Linked DNA regions of Mus musculus: region 2 is linked to region 1. The links are chromatin contacts, called in public ChIA-PET maps. All regions are on one chromosome and are shown on one strand. The core of a region is the stretch at or near the end of the contact, and the rest is flanking DNA. Distances in the headings are between cores, read along the strand shown.

What was found. ChIA-PET counts read pairs in DNA pulled down with a chosen protein or histone mark.
Region 2: a contact with region 1 is called in an RNA polymerase II ChIA-PET map of effector CD8 T cells, with 28 read pairs. The contact joins the enhancer-like site here to the promoter of Tmem168 in region 1. A contact is called at or near these places in 7 of 39 promoter capture datasets (the C10 cell line, the HPC-7 cell line, fetal liver and 2 more), 1 of 15 datasets of contacts at CTCF or cohesin (the NIH/3T3 cell line), 5 of 484 Hi-C or Micro-C datasets (B cells, CD8 central memory T cells, the HPC-7 cell line and 2 more), 10 of 115 datasets of contacts at active chromatin or transcription factors (DN3 thymocytes, the SCID.adh cell line, bone marrow-derived dendritic cells and 5 more) and 3 of 9 other capture datasets (adipose tissue, liver and pancreatic islet).

The regions. Positions count from the first base shown.
Region 1 is chr6:13,605,439-13,612,097 of GRCm38.p6, forward strand. It overlaps Tmem168 (transmembrane protein 168), which reads right to left and starts at 2,660. Exons shown (of 5, transcript NM_028990.5): 1 at 2,392-2,660.
Region 2 is chr6:13,647,802-13,655,015 of GRCm38.p6, forward strand. The region is part of intron 2 of Bmt2 (base methyltransferase of 25S rRNA 2); the gene reads right to left. Among named protein-coding and RNA genes, the nearest start is that of Bmt2, 27 kb to the right of the region's middle. Within about 2 kb of position 3,275, at least 15 of the 459 cell types and tissues checked have an H3K27ac peak or open chromatin away from gene starts, as enhancers often do. A contact at or near this core is called in CD8 central memory T cells and effector CD8 T cells, where this site is marked.

The DNA.
Region 1 (6,659 bases), core at 1,410-3,909:
TGACTGCTTCCTATAAGGTCATAAAAAAGAAACTTCCTTAGGTTCCCAATAGCACAAATCCACCTTTCTCTGCATCTCTGCATGTCAGCCAGAGTCCCCTTCCCTGTATAAATCCTTCCTGTTCCAGAACGCCATTCTCTCTCCAAACTCTCTTTTCTCCTTTATTCACTAGTACTTAAGCTTTATTCACTAGTACTTAAGTGCTTATTCACTTACTAGGTCGGCTTTTAAAACTACCAATGGGTAAAGAAACAACAGAAAAAAATCTTTGTTCTCCCCATCTTGTCTACCACATTCAGTTTCCTCCCTCCTCACAGCTAATGTTTGATCAAGTTCTCATACACTCACTTCAAAATGCTGAAAGGTGTGATTCCCTCAGTGCAACTGCTCTGGCAACTTCTAGAATGATCCGCAAGTTCCTGAACATGATGGAATCCTTACAGGAGTCTCCACGTTTTCTTTAGAAGCCTTCATACTGATGAGTACTATCGCCTTCTGAAACTTCCCTTGGCTTCTAAAGTCTAGGAATCCATATTTTTTTCACAAGTCAGTGCTTTCTCCATGATTCTCTTGAAAGTTGTTCATTGCTAACCCATGCTTAATCCCAACCCTAGGCTTTGAGCAATCTAAATTGCTTCCATATATTATGTAATTTTGAAAAAGAACTACAGCTGTACCATGAAATATTGTGCAGTCACATTCTTATGAGCCTTAGTTTTAAAGGTTTTTACCCATTCTGACTTTTAAAAATAGCCTTAACTAGAAATGAAAACAAATTTTAAAAGCATTGTGACTGTTTTTACTTGAGCTGCCTTCCCTAATGATTTGATGGAAGACTCCAGAGGCAAATAAAAGCAGAATGGAGTCAATGAGCAAGTCACTGCTAAAGTCCATTAGAAAGATCTCCGGCTGGGGTCATAACTCAGAAAGCATACTTAGCATTGGGGAGGCGCTGGCTTTGACCCCACTATAGTCCTATCTACTCCTTTAACCTTCCCCCACACTTCTTGACCCATGAGTTAATCCTCACACGTTCTTGATTTCTCTTTCCCTAAGCATCTCTTTCACATTTCTACTACTTCTTATCCGCCAAAAAATCACCACCTAAATTTTGGTGACAATGACCTCATTCTTAAACATGTTCCTTTTTTTTTTTTTTCCCTTCCCTATCAACTTCTGCCCTTCTTAAAGTGTGTTTTTAAGACCCGAATTTTATCGTGTTATGCTCCACTATGCAAAATTCTCTATTGGCTTTCCACCCCTCACAGTATTACAGTGTAAACTTTTCAGTGCCTTTATAAAGTGCTACACAGTGGACAGGAATAACTGCCCCATCTGTTACTGCTCTTCCTCTCACTTTTATTCCAACTACACTTCAATTATGAACTACAGAAATGGCGTGCCCTCTCTGGACATATTCCTTTTCCTCCTCCTAGCCCTATCTGCCCTTTATCTGTCAAACCCTTCATTCAGGTGTGGGCTTACAATTCTTTTCGTAGGAGAATCGCCTCTCGGATCACTCTCTCTGAAATGGAAAAGTAAAACTACTCTTTTCTTCACCATTTGTTTAATGTCTGCATTCTTCACAGGTCACAAAGTCTCTGGGGAGATCTGTCTTCCACAATGCACGCTCAGTATCCAGCAGTCTGTAATCAAGTTAACATTCAATTCCGAAGGGGGGGGGGCGGGGAGAGGAGACTGACTAATAATAGAAAAAACTACTTAAGAAATGCAGATAAAATAAACCACTTTCTAATAAGCCACAGCTAGCACTAGTACTTAAGTGAGAGTCCAGGAATCATTGGCTTGTCTGCTCTTGGCTTTACTCCAACCTTCACTTAATTCACCAAATTTCTTCCAAAACAGAAAAGTGCCCTCATGGTGTCCTAAGACAATGGACTTCAAGACACAATGTATCGCTTTCATAATCCTTCAGTGGAAATCTATGTCTGTTCCTCGTAGGGGAAATGTCCAAACCTGAAAGAACAACACTGAGCCGTCAGGAGTTGGAGACCTGCAGCCTAGTTTCTCTGAGTTCCTGCTAATAACTCTTTCGGCCCACCTCTTAACTAGAAGAATGGCAACTCGGACTCTCCTTTTTGAGCAGCTATGGTAACTTCTCTCCCGTTAGGGCTCGATCTAGCGAGAGATGGAGAAGTGGGCTCGGGACCCTGGCTGTTCCGCTACCCCTTAGCTCTGGGACGAGGCGACACCACGCGACTCCCGGGTCAGGGTGAGGCGGGACACCGAGGCACGCCCTCCCTTGGCGGTCGCCAGCCCCCGAGCATCGATCCCACCAGGAGGCCGACGGGGCGGGGCCTGGCCGGCTCAGCCGGACCCTGGGCGGCGCCCCAGCCCTCCGCCGCCCCTCGGCTCCCGGATGCCCCTTACCCGAGTCAGCGGTCGCCAGCGAGCCTCGCTCTTTCCGCTGCGAAGCTCGCAGAGCCAAAGGGCGCGGAGCCTCCGAGCCAGAACGCGGAGGTGATGTGGGGACGTGAGCCCGAGGCCTCCCGCACTAGCACCGCAAGGCCTCGGTAGAAACTTTCGCTAGGACCGACACGGCCGCCATGTTTCCGCCGCTGACTCCCAGCGCTACGGATCGCCGTCAGGGACAAGGCGCGCCGCGCGCTTCCTTCCCTGGCCCGGCCTCCTAGCCGCTCTCCACGCCCAGCGGCGAGCCTGGGGAGGCAGGTGCTCGCTGCGCTGCCCCACCCTGGGCCTGTTTAACTCCCACCCGGGATTAGCAGCAAAAGCAGGGAAGACCACGGATGATCAGGCCCCAAAGCAGCGAGGTCACCGCTTAGAGTTGGACCGAAACTGAGCCAGCTAGAGTGGGATAATTGCAAGTGGACTATAAATCTATGTAGAAGGCGTTGCTGCTCTTTCATATAGGTGGTATAATATATGGCTTTGCATATGCTGACCAAACCTTCAAAACCTGTCTCTCCTTGCCCCAGCCTGCTTTTCTAATTAAGTCCGCCATTAATCCCCAATCCTGAACATCTTTATTCTACAGCCCTAGCTAGCTTTCCTTGGCCCTAAGCGCACCTTCAAACACCACAGATGATTTTAATCTGCATTCTGATGGCACTTAAATTAACATAGTTGTACACACGTGAGCGCCGCATTTCACAGGTGCTGCGGAGCAGCAGTCTCAGGGGTTGAAATTGGTTTCTCCATCTGTGAAATGGTAACAAAACCTTTCTCACAGGACTGTGAATATACAGGGAAACAGTGTGTCCCTCCATGTACAAAATGAATTTAAAAGATATTCAATACCTGTAAGAACACGTTGTTAAGGAGGGCTTTAAGACAGTCTCGTTCGCGTACGGACCGCTATAAATCCATCTTGCAATGGAGAGGAGATAATGGTTCCAGTTCAATAGAGAGCTTGTAAAAGTGGGACTTTAACGATTAGGATGCGGTAGGGATGCTTGAGCAAATGGGGAATCACATTAGCTTTAAGGGGGACAATGACTTGGAAGCATAACAACATTGTTGCTAACACAACAAAGGTACTTGTTACCTTGAAAACAGGAAGATAAGAAAGATAGAAAGCTAAACTGACTTCATGGCGTTCTTAGTTAAAAACTAGATTTTACTAGGGAATGCACAGTTGGGCCTGAAAAACAAGTTCTGAACGAAGCCTGAATAGAATACGGCCAGGCAAAAAGCAAGAAAACCCCTTTCCTTTCCCAAAAAAAAACATTTCCACCAAAAAGTCCCTGCCTGCCTTCTGATTCCATTTCCTGCTGCTTGCAGCCCCTCATATAGGTCAAACCATTTCAAACCCCTAGCCCGCTCATGTGTAAACAAACACTGATAACATCTATCCGACAAAGTTTCTTCTGTGGATTGAGGGAGAATGTGTGTTTTAAAAATGCCTTACAACCTTTAAATGGCTTATCCTTTCAGATAAACCTCCAAATCCTTAAATAGGGCATGTGGGTGTTATCTCAGTGGTAGCATGCTTACCTAGCTTGCATGATGGAGCAAGGGGGGGGGGGGGGGCGGACAGAGGAACATCCTCATATAGAAACAAATTGTGTGTTTTTCACCTCCAGTTTAAACTCCCACACACTCCCCAACTCTGTGCTCCAGCCTGCTTTCATTTCCTCAAATGTAGCCCCTGCCACCCTGTCCAGTTTCTCTTACTATGGCATTAGCTTAAGTTTCTGATAGAAATGTTTTAATGTTTTTAAAACAAAGGGATCAAATATTGCTGGCCCTTGCTAGTTCTCAACACTTAATTTATATTAGTGTTATCTGTGTGTGTGTGTGGTTTTTTTTTTTTTTTTTTTTTTTTTTTTTCCATGTCTCTTAAAGTTACAGTCGCCTTGGAGACGCTTGAGGACACCAGAGCTCTGTTGAGACTCATTAAGGGAAAGATTTTTCCTCCTGGTCTAAAGAATGGAATCTACTTCTGACCCTGGTTGGAGAACTGACATTCCGATCTGCTCCAAAGGTTGTAACATTTCATGCCATTGTCTCCTCCCTTCAGAGTCAGTGGAGCTAGGCCTGCCTATTATCTGGTCAAAGGGCTGTCCCTCAGGAAAGGAATGGGAGGAATAATTATCCTCTTAGTGAGCTTTCCTTCCCAGAAGTCTCACTGCTTACAGAGCCCTGCCATGTGACTTAGCAGCTTTTCTGACTTAGGAGTTTTTCTCTTTCTTCTTTTACTTTCATATACGGCCAAGAGCCTAAGCATGTTTTCTCTCACAGTTGGGGTTTTTTGCTGTTTCTCTGAAACAATCCGGCCTTTCTTCCACTTAGCTGACCTCCATTCCTGAATATGCCCTCTGAACTTTTAAGTAGCACAGCTTTCTCTGTTTGTCTTCTCCATAGCTTTCCTCCTAGTAGCTACCAACCTGCCTGCCCTCTGACTTTAATTGTCCTTGGGATTCAGAATTCACTTCTATTAACAAAACTGAGAACCCAAAAAAGGAATCCCAATTCCCCTGGTAACAAATGGTGCTCTACATGGAGTTCTCCAAATTTTCTCACATCAATAAAGTGAAAATATAATCATTTTCATTTAATAAATGTGATTTATTAAAGCAGTTGTGACAGCCACTACATCTATAGGATTAAACCCATCTCTTGGATTCAGATTTCTCATATGGAGTAAAATGATTGGCTATAGACTTAATCCTGATTCCTAACCAGACTACCAAATCTATAATTTTGGGCCTCCCTACCTCAGAGATACTGTTTTCACTTCCAATTCAACTTGCCTTTTGTGGACACTTTAAACGTTTTTCATTTATTTGCTTTATGCCACCATCTGAGACCACTTTGGACAAACTCCTACCGTAGGAGTCCAGGGGCTGAAGCTGTAATGACAAAAACTATTCAGTTGCCTGTCTTTCAGACTTGACCTGATGGTAGAGGTAAGGGAATGAAGAAAAGACAGACACCAAGACACACAGAAAAGTTGGGATCAGGTAGGGCACATGCTCTGATGGAAATGCACAGCAGCCTGGAATGTTGGGGTATTGATTATGTATCTCCGAACAAGGAGTAGACTTACTGTATACTGATTGTGTGCTGGGGGAGTTCAGTTAGTTAATCTAGGTAGATAGTCTCTGTTGCGAACAGTTTCAGGTTGTAGTCATCCAAGAAGGGGAAGTTGTGGTTGATAATTTCTGTAAGCATGGATTTTAGTTAAAGGTCAATAGCTCTTAACCATCTGTACTTGAACCAGAGAAAGGCTCTCTTTCACCAGTCCTCTCAGCCTGACTTGCTAAAGGCCTAGCTGGTTCCCTGGGTCTGAAGCATTGTGATTCTTGACATGGCCACACCCATTTTAACAGTACACATTCACTCAAGATTTCATTTGCTGCCAAAGATATGTTCACTTAATCCTGAGTACCACCAAAGAGAACTTAATCCTGAGTAGCACCAAAGAGAAGATGATGACTTAGAAAAGCTTCAGCTGTAGGAGTGGAGTGGATGGAGCTAAGGTCTTAGGACAGTAGTGAAGGGTATGTGTGCTGTGGCATCTGCCTTTCATTATTAGATCTCAGGTGCCCAGGCTTGACAAGTATAACCCTGCTGTCCTCTTTCAATCCGTTTTATAGGCTATGAAATGTCTGTGAATAGCTCCATGGCCAATTAAAGACCCCTGTACTAATTATCCACTTGTAGTTGTTGTCTGTAGATTTCTAGATCTAGTTCCCCAAGAGTCCTTTGAGCTACCAAATATCCTCTAGCAAATTTATTTTCTACTTAAATCAGCCATTTCTACTTAAATAGCAATTTGTGTTGCTCAGTACTAAGACTCTTTAAAACAGACTTTTTCCTTCTCAAAAATGACCCGAAAGAAAGATGAAATTTCAAGACCTGTAAGTCATATAAAGTACTCAGAAATTGCTGGTTGTTTGTGAGCCTAGAGGCTGCCTGGGGCTGAGAAAAAAGAAAAACAAACCTGGGTATGCCCCGTAGTTAAAACATTCCTGGGAACAGCTTAACCTTAAAGATAAAGAGGAATGTGAAGACATAACAGGGCTATCTGAACTGAGTCAACAACTCACAGAACTGTGACACCCTGCATGTACATGTAATTTTTCTGCTGATGTTTGAATAAGCCAATAGTGTGTCGCTATGCTGAATTCCACACCCCTAAGCCCCTTACCCCATAAAAACCCCTAGCTTTCGAG
Region 2 (7,214 bases), core at 2,025-4,524, 43 kb after region 1:
TTGCTTAACTATGTTCGTAGCAGCTTTATTTGTAATAGCTAGAAACTAGAAACAGTCTAGCTATCCCTCATCAGAACAATGGATAAGGAAAATGTGTTACATTTACAAAATGGAAATACTATCCAGCTATCAAAAACAAAGACATCATGAAATCTGCAGGCAAATGGATGGAACTAGAAAATAACATCCAGAGTGAGGTAGCCCAGATCCAGACATGCATGGTATGTCCTCCCTTATAAGTGGATATTAGACATAAAGTACAAAATAGCCATGCTATAATCTACAGATCCATAGAAGCTACCTAACAAGGAGAGTCCAAGGAATGATGCTTGCCTCTCACTCAGAAGAGGAAATAAAACAGGCATTGGAGGTGGATGGACAGAAGGAACTGGGTGGGAAAGGGTGTGATAAGGGGAATAGGGGTGGGGATCACCTGTGGGAAGAGTAAGGAGAGGGCTGGGAGAAAGAATGGCAATCGGTGGAGAGGCATCTCTGTCTCAAGCTGGAGACATGGGATGGGGTGGTTCCTGGGAGTCTACAGGGGTGACCCTCTCTGAGACTCCTAGCAACTGGGCACATGGAGACAGACTTAAGTGAACCACTTCTTGTATCCAGGCAGGATTTCCAGTAGAGGAGGGAAACATCCACCCACCCATGTTGGACTCAAAAGTTCTCCTACCTACAAAATGCAAATGAATAAAGATGGAGCAGAGACTAAGGGAATGACCAACCAGTGACTCACCCATCCTATGGGAGAGAGCCAATCCCTGACACTATTAATGATACTCTGCTATGCTTGCAGACAGGAGCCTAGCACAACTGTCTTCCAAGAGTCTTCATTCAGCAGCTGATGGAGACATGCAGAAACCCATAGCCATATATTTGGTGGAGCTCAGGGTTCTAGTAGAATCGTTGGGATTAGGATTGAGGGAGATGGAGAGATTAAGGATACCAGAAGATCTACAGAGTCAACCAACTTTGGCCCACTGAGGCTCAAAGGGACTGACTCAACAGCCAACAAGCATAAATTAGCTCCTTACACATTCATAGCAGATGTGTAGTTTGGCCTTCATGTGAGTTCCCTAACAAATTGGAGTTGGGGCTATCTCTAACCCTGTTGCCTGCCTTTGGATCTCTTTCCTCTAGCTGGAATGCCTAGTCTGGCCTCAGTGTGAGAGAATATGCTTAGTCCTGCTGTGACTTGATTTGCCAGGTCCTGTTGGTAACCATGTGGGCCTCCCCTTCTCTGATGAGAAGGGAAGGAGGTAATGGGGAGAAGAGTTCTATATGGATGGGACTGGGGGAGAAGGAGAAAGGGGGGCTTCAATCGAGATGTAAAGTGAAAAAATTAATGAAAAGAATAAATAAAATAAAATGGCTCAAGAATGTGAAGCAACAAGGTCTCATGTGACCTTTGTGCACATTTAAGTACATTTATGATTTTATGCATATATATATATAACAATATAGATTTGTTTATATAAACAGTTGTATTTATGTGTGTACATATACATATACATTTAAATACACATACATGTAACTATATATACATATATTATTGTTACTTATATATATTTGTACCAATAATAAAGAAAAAGAGGCTTTCAACTTAAGAGTGGAGAGCATGGGTTGGAGGAAGGTGATGGGAGAAGCTGGAGGGAGGAAAAAGAAGTGATATAATTATATTTAGTTAAAATTTGAAACAAAATATAGTAAAAAATGTCAAATAGAGGTAAGTTTAAGGACTATGTAACATTTTAAATAAATGATAAAATTACTACATAATATAGAAAATTAATAGATTATGTTTAACGCAGGAGAATTTTTTTTGGTACAGATGCATGTAGCACATATGTGTGTTTATGTATTTAAATGTATACACATACACACATTCCTTTTAGGACTCTGTCTTGTGCTCCAGGCTACACTGCTGATGTAACCTAATCAACAATTACGAATTCTCTCATCTGATTTGATTAATACCCTTGAATGGCTCAAATACTCAGGGAGACACTAATTTTATTGATTTTATAGCCTTGAACACATGGGCACAGGGTAAATTTTCCTGAAAAGAACACCAATGGCTTATGATCTAAGATCAAGAATCAACAAAAAATAAAATTGCGAAGCTTCTGTAAGGCAAAGGACACTGTCAACAGACAAACTGACAACCAACAGAATAGGAAAAGATCATTGGCAATCCTACATCCAATAGACGGCTAATATCCAATATATACAAAGAACTCAAGAAGTTAGACTCCAGAGAAACAAATAACCCTATTAAAAAATAGGGTACAGAGCTAAACAAAGAATTCTCAACTGAGAAATATCAAATGGCCAAGAAGCACCTAAAGAAATATTCAACATCCTTAGTCATCAAGGAAATGCAAATCAAAGAACCCTGAGATTCTACCTTATACCAGTCAGAATGGCTGAGATCAAAAACTCAGATGACAGCAGATGCTGCCAAGGATGTGGAGAAGGAGGAACACTCCACCATTGCTGGTGCGAATGCAAGCTGATACAACCACTCTGGAAATCAGTTTGGTGGTTCCTCAGAAAATTGGACATAGTACTACCTGAGAACCCAGCTATACCACTTCTGGGCATATACTCAAAAGATGCTCCAACACATAACAAGGACACATGCTCCACTATGTTCATAGCAGCCTTATTTATATTACCCAGAAGCTAGAAACAACCCAGATGTCCCTCAACAGAAGAACGGGTACAGAAAATGTAGTACTTTTACACAATGAAATACTGCTCAGCCATTAAAAACAATGACTTCACGAAATTTACAAAAGTGGATGGAACTTGAAAATGTCATTCTGGGTGAGGTAATACAGCCACAAAAGAACACACATGGTGTGTACTCACTGGTAAGTGGCATTAGGAAAAAGCTTGGAATACCAATGATACAACTTACAGACCATATGAAGGTCAAGAAGAAGAAAGACCAAAGTGTGTATGCCTCAGTCCTGCTTAGAAAGGGAAACAAAATAATCATGGAAGGTAGAGGGTGGGAGGGACTTGGGAGGAAGAGAGGAAGGGGAGAGGGAAAAAAGCGGGGGCAGGATCAGGTATGGGAGGAGATGGGGGAGATATACAGAAGGTATTACAAGGGATACAAATTAGGAAAGAGACAAACAGGAAGATGTGTGTGGGAGGTATCAAAAAGCTTCCTGTCTTCTTCAGGAAATCCACAAGAAACCCTGTAGAAACTCTCTGTACCCAGTCCTTTGAGTTTTTATAAGATTTCCTCACATACCCATGATTGAACTCTATAAAATGTGGTTAGACAGACAGGGCATGATCTAAAGCTAACTCTGTGCTTAAACAGAGCAAGACCTGGATCCTTTTTGGTCTCATGAACCATTCTTCCGTCCAGAGCAAAGAACATAACGCTTCCAGAGTGAGGAGGGTCTTCCTGCACACTACAAAATGGTAGCATCAAGAAATGTACTCATGGGCAACTAGAAGGCAGAGGGTTTCCAGGAGAGTTTTAAATTTTTAATTGGTTGCTTTTGAGAAGGAATATGGACCAGGAGCTTCAGTTGAAAACAGACAAACTGCATCAAAATATGGCACACTAGAAAAGTAGAAATTTAAATATACAAAGATTTGAACAGTTCAAAACAGAGGCCTGAACTATTATATGGTAATTCAAAGAGTTTCTAAGAGCAGTGCTAATGACTACAAGACAACTATGACAAGTGATTTTCTGGATTATTCCTGTTAAGACAACCCTTTCTACTTGTTTCAACTTAGTTAGCATCAAAGTTCAGGGATGTAAAGGTGAATCATTTTAAATCCACATAATTAAGTTTGTTTCACGTTGCTATCCTGTATCCAAACTGATGACTAGCACACAGCTAGTCAATGAGTTTCTTGATACTTATAGCTTTCCTAATATAGTAAGGTAATGAATATAGGAGGACACCATGCCTAGGTATGTAATGGGACCATACAGGTACCAGAAGACCAACTCAAATATCTATTAACTAGTGAAGCTAAGAAGGATTTACGTGTGTAAATATATGAAAAGTGACTAGCAAAATTTTTCTGCTTATAATTTGTTAAAAACAAATCAAACACTTAAAGCAGCTGAGATATGAACAATTTTTCCTTTTAGATTCTAAAACCTATTACTGCTTTTATTATCATTTTTCCTACCATGAAATGAAAAAAATATTTTCTCTATAGATTGCTTGATATTTAAAAAATACATGGTAAATAAAAATTAAAGAAATAATTTGCCTATAACTGATATTGTTCCTATTTAAGGAGGGTAATGGACAATGTTAATCATCAGCCTGACAGATTTTAGAACCATTTGAAAGATGGCCCTTTGGGGTATTATGTTAATGGTGACCACTGAAGAAGGAAGAAGCATCTTGCCAATGGACAGGACTATTCTCCCTGGCAGAAGATTCTAAACTATGTAAGTAGAGAAACTGCACGGTACACTAGAGAAACATTCATTATCGGGTTTTTTTGGTTGTTGTTGTTTTTTTTGTTTTGTTTTGTTTTTGACTGTGAATAAACTACAACCAGCTGCTACCAGTGCCTGCTGCTCTGACTTTCACACTATGATGGACTGTACCTCGAACCATGAGCCATAGGAAACCCTTCCCCCTTTAAGTTGCTTTAGTCAGAGTATTTTATCAGAGCAACCAGAAGAGAAACTAAGATAGGAATTGGTACAGAAGTAGGCCTGATAAATCTATTTAGTTCTTAGACAACTGGAACTGTGTTGTAGCTAGAATGTGGAAGAGTTTGAAACTCTAGATTAGAAAAGCCAAAACATTATCTATGTGCCTCCATAAAAAATATGTACTTAATAAATATGCAATTAATTACGGATGCCTTTCAACTTCTAAATAGAAATAGAATTAAAGGCCAAAGCTGTGTAATGGGTCAACAAGATGACTCCATTGTTAAAAGTGCTGTGGCCCAAGCTTAGTCTCCGGATCCTTGGGTGCAAGGAGAAAAACATCCGTCAGGAGTTATCTTCTGATGTCCCCTCTCCACAACTGAAAACTGTGGGTGAGGAAAGCAAGACAGAGTAGGTTAATGAAATCATACATGATAGGAACTAAGAACCACTGAAGCTCAACTAGCACAGCCTAGGAGACGTGAGCGTTGCTCTTTCTGTGGCTGTGATAAAATTCTCTTGACAAAAGCAATCTGAGGAAGAAAGGGTTTACTGTGTGTCACAGTTCATGGTAGTTGTGAAGTCAAGGCAACAGAAGCCTGACACAGCTGTTCAGGCTCTGCATTCATACTCAAGAAATAGACAACAGAGCTGGCAAGATGGCTCAGGGAATGAAGAGAAGTAGAGCAGATCAAATGAACTGGAAAGGAAGAACGAAAACTTGGCATGCACAGAGAATCTTGTGAATATCTATCTGGACAATCCAAGATAAACAATCATGAACTAACAAGAATAGTAATAAAATTATGTTAAGTGGTGATATATATAAAACACAAAAATGAGATGTAGCCATAAACATTTTACACAAATACATACACTAGCCTATTAGAATATATAAGGAAAGTTTATATATTTATAACAACAACAATAAAACACCTAAAAGTAAAACCACTATATAGAAATCCTTGAACTACTGGCTAAAAACTAGAACAAATCAAATAAACTACTTTATTTCATGGGCAAGATGATGCAATATTGTGAAGGCATCAGTTTTTACAATTTATAATTTCATCCTAAGAAATTAAGAAAATAAGTAAACCAGTTGATTCTAAAATATACAGTGAAAAAATAATCAAGAAAACTCTGGGAAGGTTTATAAAAGGGTGGACAGGATAGATGACACAGAACAAGATCATGTAAGCCTATGACTAAAACACTGGCATCAGTCAGAAATCAATATACATAACATGAAAAAAATTACAGGACAAAATCAACTATGAGGTAAACAGTAAAGCAGGTAGGCATCAGGATATAACACTATGATCTAGTTTTTCGCATAAGCGATGTTGGAGAAATGGGAAATCTTATGGGGAAAGTTATTTAGGGAGACAAAACAGAAGTACTGGTTCACACTAGCTAAACTCCAAACAGGTGAAATATATAAATACAAAAAATTGAAATTATAAAAATACTAGAACAAAATGAATAAATAGTGAGTAGGAATTCCTATAGTCTGCAATTCAGAAAATCTTTCTAAATATATTTTAATTGGTACAGTAAGGAAGAACATTTATAATATACAGTACAACAATTCAATATGCTGTCAATATTTATATTTCTACTTTATGATATTTAAGAGTGCCACAGGTATAAAATACTGATTATGTTGTTCTATCCAAAAATCCAATAGTCTCAAAACCCAGGAAAAGTCAGTTTAATATGATCCTGAAGGCAGGGAAAAGCTGATGTTCTCTGAAGATAGGTAGGAGAAATTTTTTAGTTATTAAAGGGAATTACTCCATTCAGACTTTGAACTGGCTAGGTGAGACCAAAGGTTATCTGTTTTACTTGTCTAACAGTTAAAATCAAGACCTTCAGTTCAATACAGCAGACTTCAATATTGTAGGAGTCAGTTCTTTATAACCAATCTACTAGTATTACAATCTATTAGTAATACATGCATATGTAAGTGTAGGTATGGGTCACATACACATACATACACACATATTGCTTCAATTTCTCTAGAAACATCTAATATAATACTAAATGACATAATCTCTACAATTAATTTAAAAAGGCAGGAAACAATATATAACTTGCTACCCTCTACAGGTAAGAAAGAATAGATGTTGGAGGGAAAATTAATACAAACACTATGGAAATCAGTGTGGCGGGTCCTCGAAGCATTAATAATCTACTACCATATGAAGTGACTGTATTTCCTATGACATGATCACTGCTGCTCTACACTAGCTAGGATGTGAAAACACCTAGATGACTAACAACTAATAACTGTAAAATGTTTATACCTATATGCAACGACAATTTATTCAGCTGTAAAGAAAATGAAATGATGAAAATTCAGTTAAATAGATGGAGCTGAAACACATTTCACTAAGAACAACAACCCAGATCCAGGGTGAAAATATTCTATATTCTCATATGTGGATATTTGCATCAAATTTTTATGTTTGTATGTTTAACCTGGAGTACCCGTAGAATCCAGAAAACCAAAAGGAAACAATGGCTGTGGAGATAAAAGAAAAATCTTCAGCAG